3 separate regions of the Mus musculus genome follow, and regions 1 and 2 are each linked to region 3. A link is a contact called in public Hi-C and promoter capture Hi-C data. All regions are on one chromosome and are shown on one strand. Each heading gives the region's core, a stretch centred on a gene start, on an enhancer-like site or on the middle of the called end of the contact. The rest is flanking DNA. Distances are from core to core; before and after follow the strand shown. Region 1 holds the start of Ppcs (phosphopantothenoylcysteine synthetase). Region 2 overlaps Rimkla (ribosomal modification protein rimK-like family member A). Region 3 holds the start of Foxo6 (forkhead box O6).

What was found. Promoter capture Hi-C pulls out the DNA fragments that hold promoters and counts their contacts. Hi-C and Micro-C count contacts between places; a contact is called where the count stands out from the background.
Region 1: a contact with region 3 is called in a promoter capture Hi-C map of embryonic stem cells, with 3 times the contacts expected there. The contact joins the promoter of Ppcs here to the promoter of Foxo6 in region 3. A contact is called at or near these places in 8 of 39 promoter capture datasets (the 3T3-L1 cell line, cranial neural crest, embryonic stem cells and 3 more), 1 of 484 Hi-C or Micro-C datasets (embryonic stem cells), 3 of 115 datasets of contacts at active chromatin or transcription factors (astrocytes, embryonic forebrain and embryonic stem cells) and 1 of 9 other capture datasets (liver).
Region 2: a contact with region 3 is called in a Hi-C map of cortical neurons, with 4 times the contacts expected there. The contact joins the enhancer-like site here to the promoter of Foxo6 in region 3. A contact is called at or near these places in 3 of 39 promoter capture datasets (the 3T3-L1 cell line, hippocampal neurons and liver), 1 of 484 Hi-C or Micro-C datasets (cortical neurons) and 1 of 115 datasets of contacts at active chromatin or transcription factors (large pre-B cells).

The regions. Positions count from the first base shown.
Region 1 is chr4:119,421,025-119,423,724 of GRCm38.p6, reverse strand. It overlaps Ppcs (phosphopantothenoylcysteine synthetase), which reads left to right and starts at 1,305. Exons shown (of 3, transcript NM_026494.4): 1 at 1,305-1,879; 2 at 2,042-2,145. The coding sequence starts at 1,372. It overlaps Zmynd12 (zinc finger, MYND domain containing 12), which reads right to left and starts at 1,041. Exons shown (of 8, transcript NM_001014900.2): 1 at 730-1,041. The coding sequence starts at 839.
Region 2 is chr4:119,462,850-119,465,549 of GRCm38.p6, reverse strand. Rimkla (ribosomal modification protein rimK-like family member A) reads left to right here. Exons shown (of 5, transcript NM_177572.4): 5 at 1-267. Among named protein-coding and RNA genes, the nearest start is that of Rimkla, 28 kb to the left of the region's middle. Within about 2 kb of position 1,304, at least 139 of the 459 cell types and tissues checked have an H3K27ac peak or open chromatin away from gene starts, as enhancers often do. A contact at or near this core is called in cortical neurons, where this site is marked.
Region 3 is chr4:120,285,850-120,288,549 of GRCm38.p6, reverse strand. It overlaps Foxo6 (forkhead box O6), which reads left to right and starts at 1,289. Exons shown (of 2, transcript NM_194060.1): 1 at 1,289-1,711. The coding sequence starts at 1,298.

The DNA.
Region 1 (2,700 bases), core at 56-2,555, 860 kb after region 3:
CAGGCATGGCAACACATACTTGCAACTCCGGCCCTTGAGGGGTGTGGGTACGATGTTCAAAAGTTCAATTCTTAGCTTACATAGTGAGTTTGAGACCAACTACATGAAACTCTCTTATAAAAAAGGATGGGGATGGTGTTAATGCGAATACATTTAAACCCCTCGCATCTTGAATTACTACCTCTCCTACATTCAAACTCCCTTAGCTGTGCACTGGCCAATAGTCTTTCTTCTAGTCCTGAAGAACACGTCTTCCCTACTTAAGAACCCTACCTGTGCCTTTGTAGGGCAAGAACACCGGCTCTTTAGCTCCTTAACTTCAGACCAATCGTCTACTCTGAGAGAAGCTGTCTGCCCAATTTCTCCTCCCATTTCCTTTGACTTGCCATTTCTCCCTGAAATTATCATTTGTCTACTTCTCTGTCTTCAGAGTTCTCCTTGAGCTTTGAGAGGAGAGATCTACAGAAATGGCCCCATTATGTTCAGCACCAGGAAGGGTTTGCAACACAGTAACAGTAGGAGCCCCGCAAAACATCAGGCAAAAAACCCAGCAGAGCCGGAGAAGACGCAGAGGAAGCCACAGAAGTCTTAGACACGCGTCTTCAAGCCTGCTCTGGACTTGTGGGGTCCCTGGCAGGAAAGGCCACAAAGGACAGACACACGAGGCCAGACCCGTGTTGGGAGACAGGGAGGGAGCAGAGGCACCAGGCACCATGTTCCAGGGCCTACCAGTAATAAGTGACTGTACAGGCCGTGCACATCCGCTCGGCCGGGGCTTCGCACACCTCACAGGAGAGCCGGCGCCCCTTGGGCACCGCCAGCGGGTAGATCACGTTCATGGTGCGGCCGGCGGCGTCGGTCTCCAGGACGGTTGCCTGGCTAGCATCCGCAAGGCTGAGGTGTCACGTGACAACCACGGGCCAGCCCGGACGTCGGGATTTCAAGGGCAAGGGGGAGGGGCGGGACTGACTGCGACAATTGGGGAGGGGAGAGCACAAACTCTAAATCTCAAAGGTTAAATAGCCAGAACTTGACTGCCATGTAGCCCGAGCCTGGGGAGAACTATACGGTGGCCGGTATAGGTCAAAAACAACCATTTCGTTTTCCAAACTAGGAAATCCACAGGAAGCATAATTTTTCTGGATTTTCTAGATACGTTCTTCCTCTAGACGCTTCCCGACGGGCTTTCCCAGAACAGGCAAGCATTTCGAGCCTTAGCGAGATCAGGACCTACTGGCGGACATAGGAAAGGGAATGACCATAGTCACTATTTGCGGCTGCGCGCAGCCCAGGTATCCGGAAGGGGGCGTGGCGCCAGCGGCCCGGCGTGCCCGGGCGCTGTGGTTCTACCGTGGGGTGACTACAGTGCAGATGGCGGAAATGGACCTGGTGGCTGAGTTGCCGCGTCCTGCGGGTGCTGCGCGCTGGGCCGAGGTTATGGCTCGCTTTGCGGCCAGGCTGGGCGAGCAGGGCCGGCGGGTGGTGCTGATCACATCTGGAGGCACCAAGGTCCCCCTGGAAGCGCGAGCCGTGCGCTTTCTGGACAACTTCAGTAGCGGGCGACGCGGAGCCGCGTCGGCGGAGGTCTTCCTGGCTGCCGGCTATGGAGTCCTGTTCTTGTACCGAGCGCGCTCGGCCTTCCCCTATGCCCACCGCTTCCCGCCCCAGGCCTGGCTGTCAGCCCTTCGGCCTTCTGGCCCAGCCCAGTCGGGCAAGCTGAGTCTGGAGGCCGAAGAGAATGCGCTCCCGGGCTTTGCTGCAGCATTGCAGAGCTACCAAGAGGCAGCCGCTGCCGGCACCTTTCTGGCTGTAGAGTTTACCACTTTGGCGGATTATCTGCATCTGCTGCAGGCTGCTGCCCTGGCTCTCAGTCCATTAGGTGAATGTTCCAAGGAAATCCAAAGGTTTTCCTGGCTGTAGAGCCGTTCTCCCTAGCCTCTTTTCCCTATTGCTTGCTGCCTACCCCACAGCCAAGGAACCCGAGTTAAAGAAAAGATTCCATGCCCTTCCCCGATTTCTTATACTCCGTTTATCTTCACAGGCTCTTCTGCGATGTTTTACCTGGCCGCGGCAGTGTCAGATTTCTATATTCCTGTCTCCGAAATGCCTGAACACAAGATCCACTCATCTGGTGGCCCACTGCAGGTGATGGGCTCTTCTCTTCCAGAGATCTGACCCCCTCTAACCAATCTTGGGTTACTTTCCTCTTGATCTGGATGGCCTTTCAGCCTTCTGTATGAGCTAGGCACTGGGAATACAGAGATGAATAAGACACTGCCCTCAAGGATCTCACAGTCTAGCGAGGGCCTGGACACCAGCCATAATCACAGATCAGAATGATAAATGCTGTAGTGGAGGTATGTACAAAGTGCAGTCAGATCCCCGGGGTAGTGAGACGGGGGTGTCAGGGTGATGGAGATGACTCATCAAAAGATGGACAGAGGGCCTGATCAAGTGGGGAAGGTTATTCTAAGTGGAGTTACAAGTTGGAGTTTGCAACTGGGTAATGTTCTGTGAACCAAAGTGCTTTGGTAAGGCTGAAGAGGCATCTTGCCTCTTGGTATACACAACCTTTGTATTCCTTAAGACCCTTGAACTTTATCCTGTGGAGCCTGGAGACACAAAGGTGGAAGGAAAGACAAGACGTTGTTTGGATGCAGCAGCATCTTCCCTTTCATTGCAGCCCTCCAGGGACAGATG
Region 2 (2,700 bases), core at 55-2,554, 820 kb after region 3:
ATACAGAGCGCACTTACAGGCCTTCCTTCTAGACACAGGTACTTCACAACATGAAGCGAGTAAGGCATCCAAGGAACCTTCTAGAGGCCCTGCATAACCTGAAACCCTGACTCGTGTACGCCAACACCAAGTCTTCCTCTGTAATATAGATTCAGGGGGTGTGTGTGGTCTTTCCACTGTCTTGTAGCAACATCTTGAAACTGGTCAAAACTTGAATGTCAATAGCTGAGTCACTCAGAATATACATGATTCTGCACTTGGGAAAAACGTCTTCCTATGTCTTGTCTGATTAATTGTGTGCGGGGCGGATGGAGGGTATATTGGAGGCTTTGGGTCTTTAGATTGTGAGACATAGCATAAGTGGATCATGAGCATCGCTGTTGTGGGTTCAGCATCCCTCCTGACCAGTCCTGTGTCAAACAGGCCAGGGTAGGGAGGAGAGAGATGGGGAAAAGGCCTGGAATAGTTTTGTGGCAGAGATGAAATCAGGATCACTTGAAACTCTAGAGGAAAGGAGACAAAATGGCTTAAGTCATGGTAAGGGCACCCTGCAAATATAGGAAAAATGGAAGAAGTTAATTTGGGGGATAAAGGAGGTTTTAGGACCAACCAAATCACTGAATACCATCTACATTAAAGTGGGGAGTGACTCTCATCAAACACAACTGGACATTGTCCCCTGTGCTCACAAGTATGGCCTCTGTTTGGTGGTAGTCTGGGCAGATGTTTTAAGGACACAAGCAGCAGCTATTTGTCACCACCCTCAAAGTTCATGTTCTTAGATCCTGACAGAAAACCTAGTGGTGTGGCTGGAGAGGTAGGTAGTTAAGAGCAGTGGCTGCTCTTCCAAAAGACACAGGATCCATTTCTCAGCACCCACATGGTATCTTACAACTATCTATAACTCCAGTTCCAGGAGATCCTCTTCAGCAGGCACCAGGCATGCATGTGGTGCACACATATACATGCAGACAAAACATCCATACACATAGAAATAAAATGCACAAAAGAGTTATTGAAAAAAAAGGAAAAAACAAAACTCCTGGCATTGCCATTGGCTTAGGAATTCCAGGTTCATATAGATCACTGCCTTACGAGATGCCTTAGTTACTTTTATATTGTTGTGATAAAACATCATGACCAACGCAACTTAGAGAAGGAGGAGTTTATTTGGGGCTTCTGGCTCCTGAGGGACCGTCACAGCAGGGAAGCTTGGCAGCGAGCAGATGAAAAGTCACACCTGGAACTGCAGACAGGAAGCGGAACATACTCAAAATGAAACCTCAAGGCCCACCCCAAGTGACACACTTCCTCCGGCAAGGCTATGCCTCCAAAGCCTCCGTACACAGCCACCTTCCTGATCTAGCCCAACGTCAGTGGGCAACTGCCCCATGAGAACCAGATGGGTTTGGAAACTGGGCTTCTATTCTGAGCCCTGGAATTTCTGTGGTTTCTAAAGGCCTTGTGTTTTGGCAGCACCTGCTACCTCTCTTTGAGACGGTGTTGTTTTGTCCCCGCACTGTGTCCATTAAGATATAAAGCTTTGTTCCTTCCTACATTTCTTAGCTTGGCAACATTTAAAGGGGTATATGTGCGAGTGTGTGTGTGTGTGTGTGTGTGTGTGTGTGTGTAAGTGATGTGGGAGGGGCCATCAGAGGCTGCAGCAGTGCAGGTTTGGCAACACGCAGAATGTTCTCCCAGACAGCACAGGACTCCATCCCCCCTTCTTTCATGTACCACTTGTCTTCATTCCCCGGAACAAGTCTTTTCACGCTCCCATACATAGCCATCCTTTCTCTGACCTTGATTCCTGTCACCATTTCACCTTAAATTGTGGTGGCTTTCAAAGGGATTTTGTTCAACATAGTCATCTCCCTCCCCACGGGGCACCTGAACGCCACCTCTGAAGGTGGCACACTTTATTCTCACTGTACTGACTTGGTTGGTATCATAGCAACCATTTGTACTTCTAGCTCTTGGGTGCACTTACGGATGGTGACGCAGACTAAAGTGAATGGTACCAATGTGAGTCAGATCTGGTTCAATCCAGATAACTTGTGTGACCCAAGGCACAACCACCACACCTTATCGAATCTTTTGTCAGCTATAAGTAGGAGCAATAAACACCATCTTAAAGGGAAACACTTTACCACAGGCCTGGCTTTCGTAAGCAGTGCCTTCCCAGGATCATGGCTGAGTGCCAAGGGATAAAAGCTGGCACACAGCAGCTCTACAGCTGGGAGAGAGAGGGGGGCAAAGGGGGAATGGCTGCAAGAGCAGACTGTTGTTTGGCTTAATGTCTCTGGAAGGTTCCATCCATCCTTGAGATTCTGCAGGATATCAATGCAAGCCATGGGGGATGTATATGGCTTAGGAAAATCATGGAAGAAAAGCTGCCTGGGACACTGGGGAGCTGGGAGCTGCCGGGAAGCCTGACCTTGCATGATTTAGCACCTGGTTTTCTTGGCTCTTCCGTCCTATGACTTGCTGGCTTTGCATCACATGGACGGGAGGAGGTGCCAGGGAGTTGCATTAAACCTGTCAAACAGAGGGGGAGAGGACTGTGGGAGGGGGAGGGGCCAAGCCGAGAAAGCTGATAGTACAGTAATGCCATCTGGACTTGGCGGGGAAGACAGCCTGAGGTCAGATGGAACCAACAGACAGAGCAGACTAAACCACTGCTGACTCCCAGAATCTCCT
Region 3 (2,700 bases), core at 40-2,539:
TACCTAAAGTGAGGTCCCTAGTGCCTGTCAGCTTGCTAGAAATGTGAAGTCTCGGCCCCAGCACAGACCTGCCGCCAGACACTCGACGGTCGGGGTTCAGGCATCTGTTTTAATCCTCTGTAGGATAAAACCTACCACACACTGAACTTTGAGAACCAATGCTCTAAAATTGTGCTTGCAAGCACAGTAAAAGCCCAGGAAGCCCCATTTGCACAGAGAACAGGTAGGGTTGTGGTATAACGCCTGGCCTACAATCCAGGAATTATCAAACCATTTCTTTTCCCTAGACTGGTCCATGGCACAAAGAGACGAGAGTTAGATCAACCCTTAGTCTGGCTGTTGGAAGGAAGACTTGGAAACGTCAAGGGTCCAGAAGAGGAGGGCGGGGCATTTCTGGGGATGGTAGAAGCGGGGAGGGACCAGTGTTCCGAGCCCCGCCCCATTTCTGTTGCCCCGGGAAACCCCGGGTTGTAACAATAACCTGCTGACGCGCTCCTGGGAGGAATCCTTTGAAGGTTGTGGGCGGGGCAGCCCCGCTGTGCACCAATGGAAGCACTCGGGATCCGCCCCTACGTTGCCCTCCCCGAGCCCGGCAGGGGGCGGGGCCGCGCCAGACGTTTCTCGCCTGCTCCCTAGGGGGCGCTGTGGCGTGCGGGGCTTCGGCGGGGTCGCCCTTAGCGGGAGCTCCACGCCCCCCACAGTCAGCAGGCGGGGCACCCAGTAAGCAAGGATTCCGCGGCCCTGGGCGAGCACGCCCCGCCTCCTTTTGCTCCGGGTCCGCCCCGTCCCCGTCCCCCGCCCATCCCGAGGTGCAGCCGGCGCTGAGCGCGGCAGGCGCGGGAGCTGGCGCTGGAGCCGGAGCGGCGGCGGCATTCACGGGGCGGCGGCGGCGCGGGCTCTGGCACGGGCTCGGGCTCCGGCATGGTGCAAGCCAGCCTCGTCCCGGGAGAGCGGGGCCCGCGCGCGGGACCGGCGCCCGCGGAGCGGCGGCAGCGGCGGTGGCGGTGGTGGCTGCGGGCACAGACAGGCGGCAGGTGCTAGAAGCTGGGCTGGGCGAGGTGTGTGCCCGCTGGGCTCCCGGGCCGCCGCCCCCTCACTGCCTGGGTCTTTGCCTCCCTCCGTGCTCGCCAGTTTGTCCAGCCTCCTGCCTCCGCTCCCCGGCCCATGGCGCCCCGCGGTTGAGCCGGCGCCGCCAGGGACCCCTCCCGCGGGCCTCCCCGGGGCGCGCAGATCCCAGAGCCGCGCGCCCACCCTCCGCGGAGCCTCCCTCCCTGCCTCGCCCGAGCCGGGCGGGACCATGGCTGCGAAGCTGCGAGCGCATCAGGTGGACGTGGACCCGGACTTCGCGCCGCAGAGCCGGCCGCGCTCGTGTACCTGGCCTCTGCCGCAGCCGGACTTGGCCGGCGACGAGGACGGGGCGCTGGGTGCAGGAGTAGCCGAGGGTTCCGAGGACTGCGGGCCGGAACGCAGGGCGACGGCCCCAGCGATGGCCCCAGCGCCTCCGCTGGGCGCAGAGGTCGGACCCTTGCGGAAAGCGAAGAGCTCCCGACGGAACGCGTGGGGGAACCTTTCCTACGCCGACCTCATCACCAAAGCCATCGAGAGCGCCCCGGACAAGAGACTCACGCTCTCGCAGATCTACGACTGGATGGTCCGCTACGTGCCCTACTTCAAGGATAAAGGCGACAGCAACAGCTCGGCCGGCTGGAAGGTGGGGCATCCGGGCTCCGGGCAGGCTACAGGGAGGGGGGCTCTGGAACACCCCTAGGGGTCATGGAGTGCGCGCCCAGGGCGTGGGGCAGGTCAGTTGACAGGCGGGGGCATGCTGGCAGCAGCTGTATTCATTCATGTCCCCTAGGAAGGATGCGCGGGATTGGAGGTCTGGTAGGGTGACAGGGGATACCTTTTTGAGGCATCCCAGAGGATTATCCCTGGCCTGTCATTGAGCGTATAATAGCATAACTCATTTCCAGACCACGGACAGTAGGGAGCCCCCTTTGTTTTGTGTGACTTGTTTTACCCTCTCCACCAGGGTACTTGCTTTAAAGAGCTGGAGTCATGACCCGGGGCTCCTGTCTGCTTTCCCTCTCAAATCTTCCCTGGCCTTCCTGACACTGGCCCCATGGTGAAGAGTGCTAACAGATCAAGCCTCCCCCCCCCCCAACCCCATGCAATTCTTTCTATAGTGTTGAGAGTTCATCCTGGAGCCTAGTCGGGGTGAAAAGCATGGCAGACCACCGGAGATGAGTTCTTCATGGGGCAGTTGTCAGCCCCTTCCCTGGTACAGCATGGGGTGGGGGAGGTGCTTTAGGCTCCCTGCTGGGACTTGTGGGAATGGTGTTGAGGTCTGGGGGGGGGGTCTATTTCTACCCACTCGGGCAACTTATCTCTCACTTCCCTGGCTTTCTGGGCTCAGATGCACTTAAGGAGTGGGGCACCCCTAGAGAGACCTCAGTGGCAGGCAGTGGAAAGGGGAGAGCCATCTTGGGAGAAGACTTGGATGGGGGCTTTACTGGATTGTAGCTTCTAGATCCAGCTCCTCCTCTGTCCATCTTGTTGGGAAATGGGGCTAGCCTATGCACTTGGGGGTGAAAAGGCATGAGGGGACCTCTTGTGGGAGAGGTAGTCACTGTGAGGAAGACATGTCTGTGACCAGAGATGAGGCTGTTTGGGGTGTTGATTGGCAGCAAGATCTGAGGA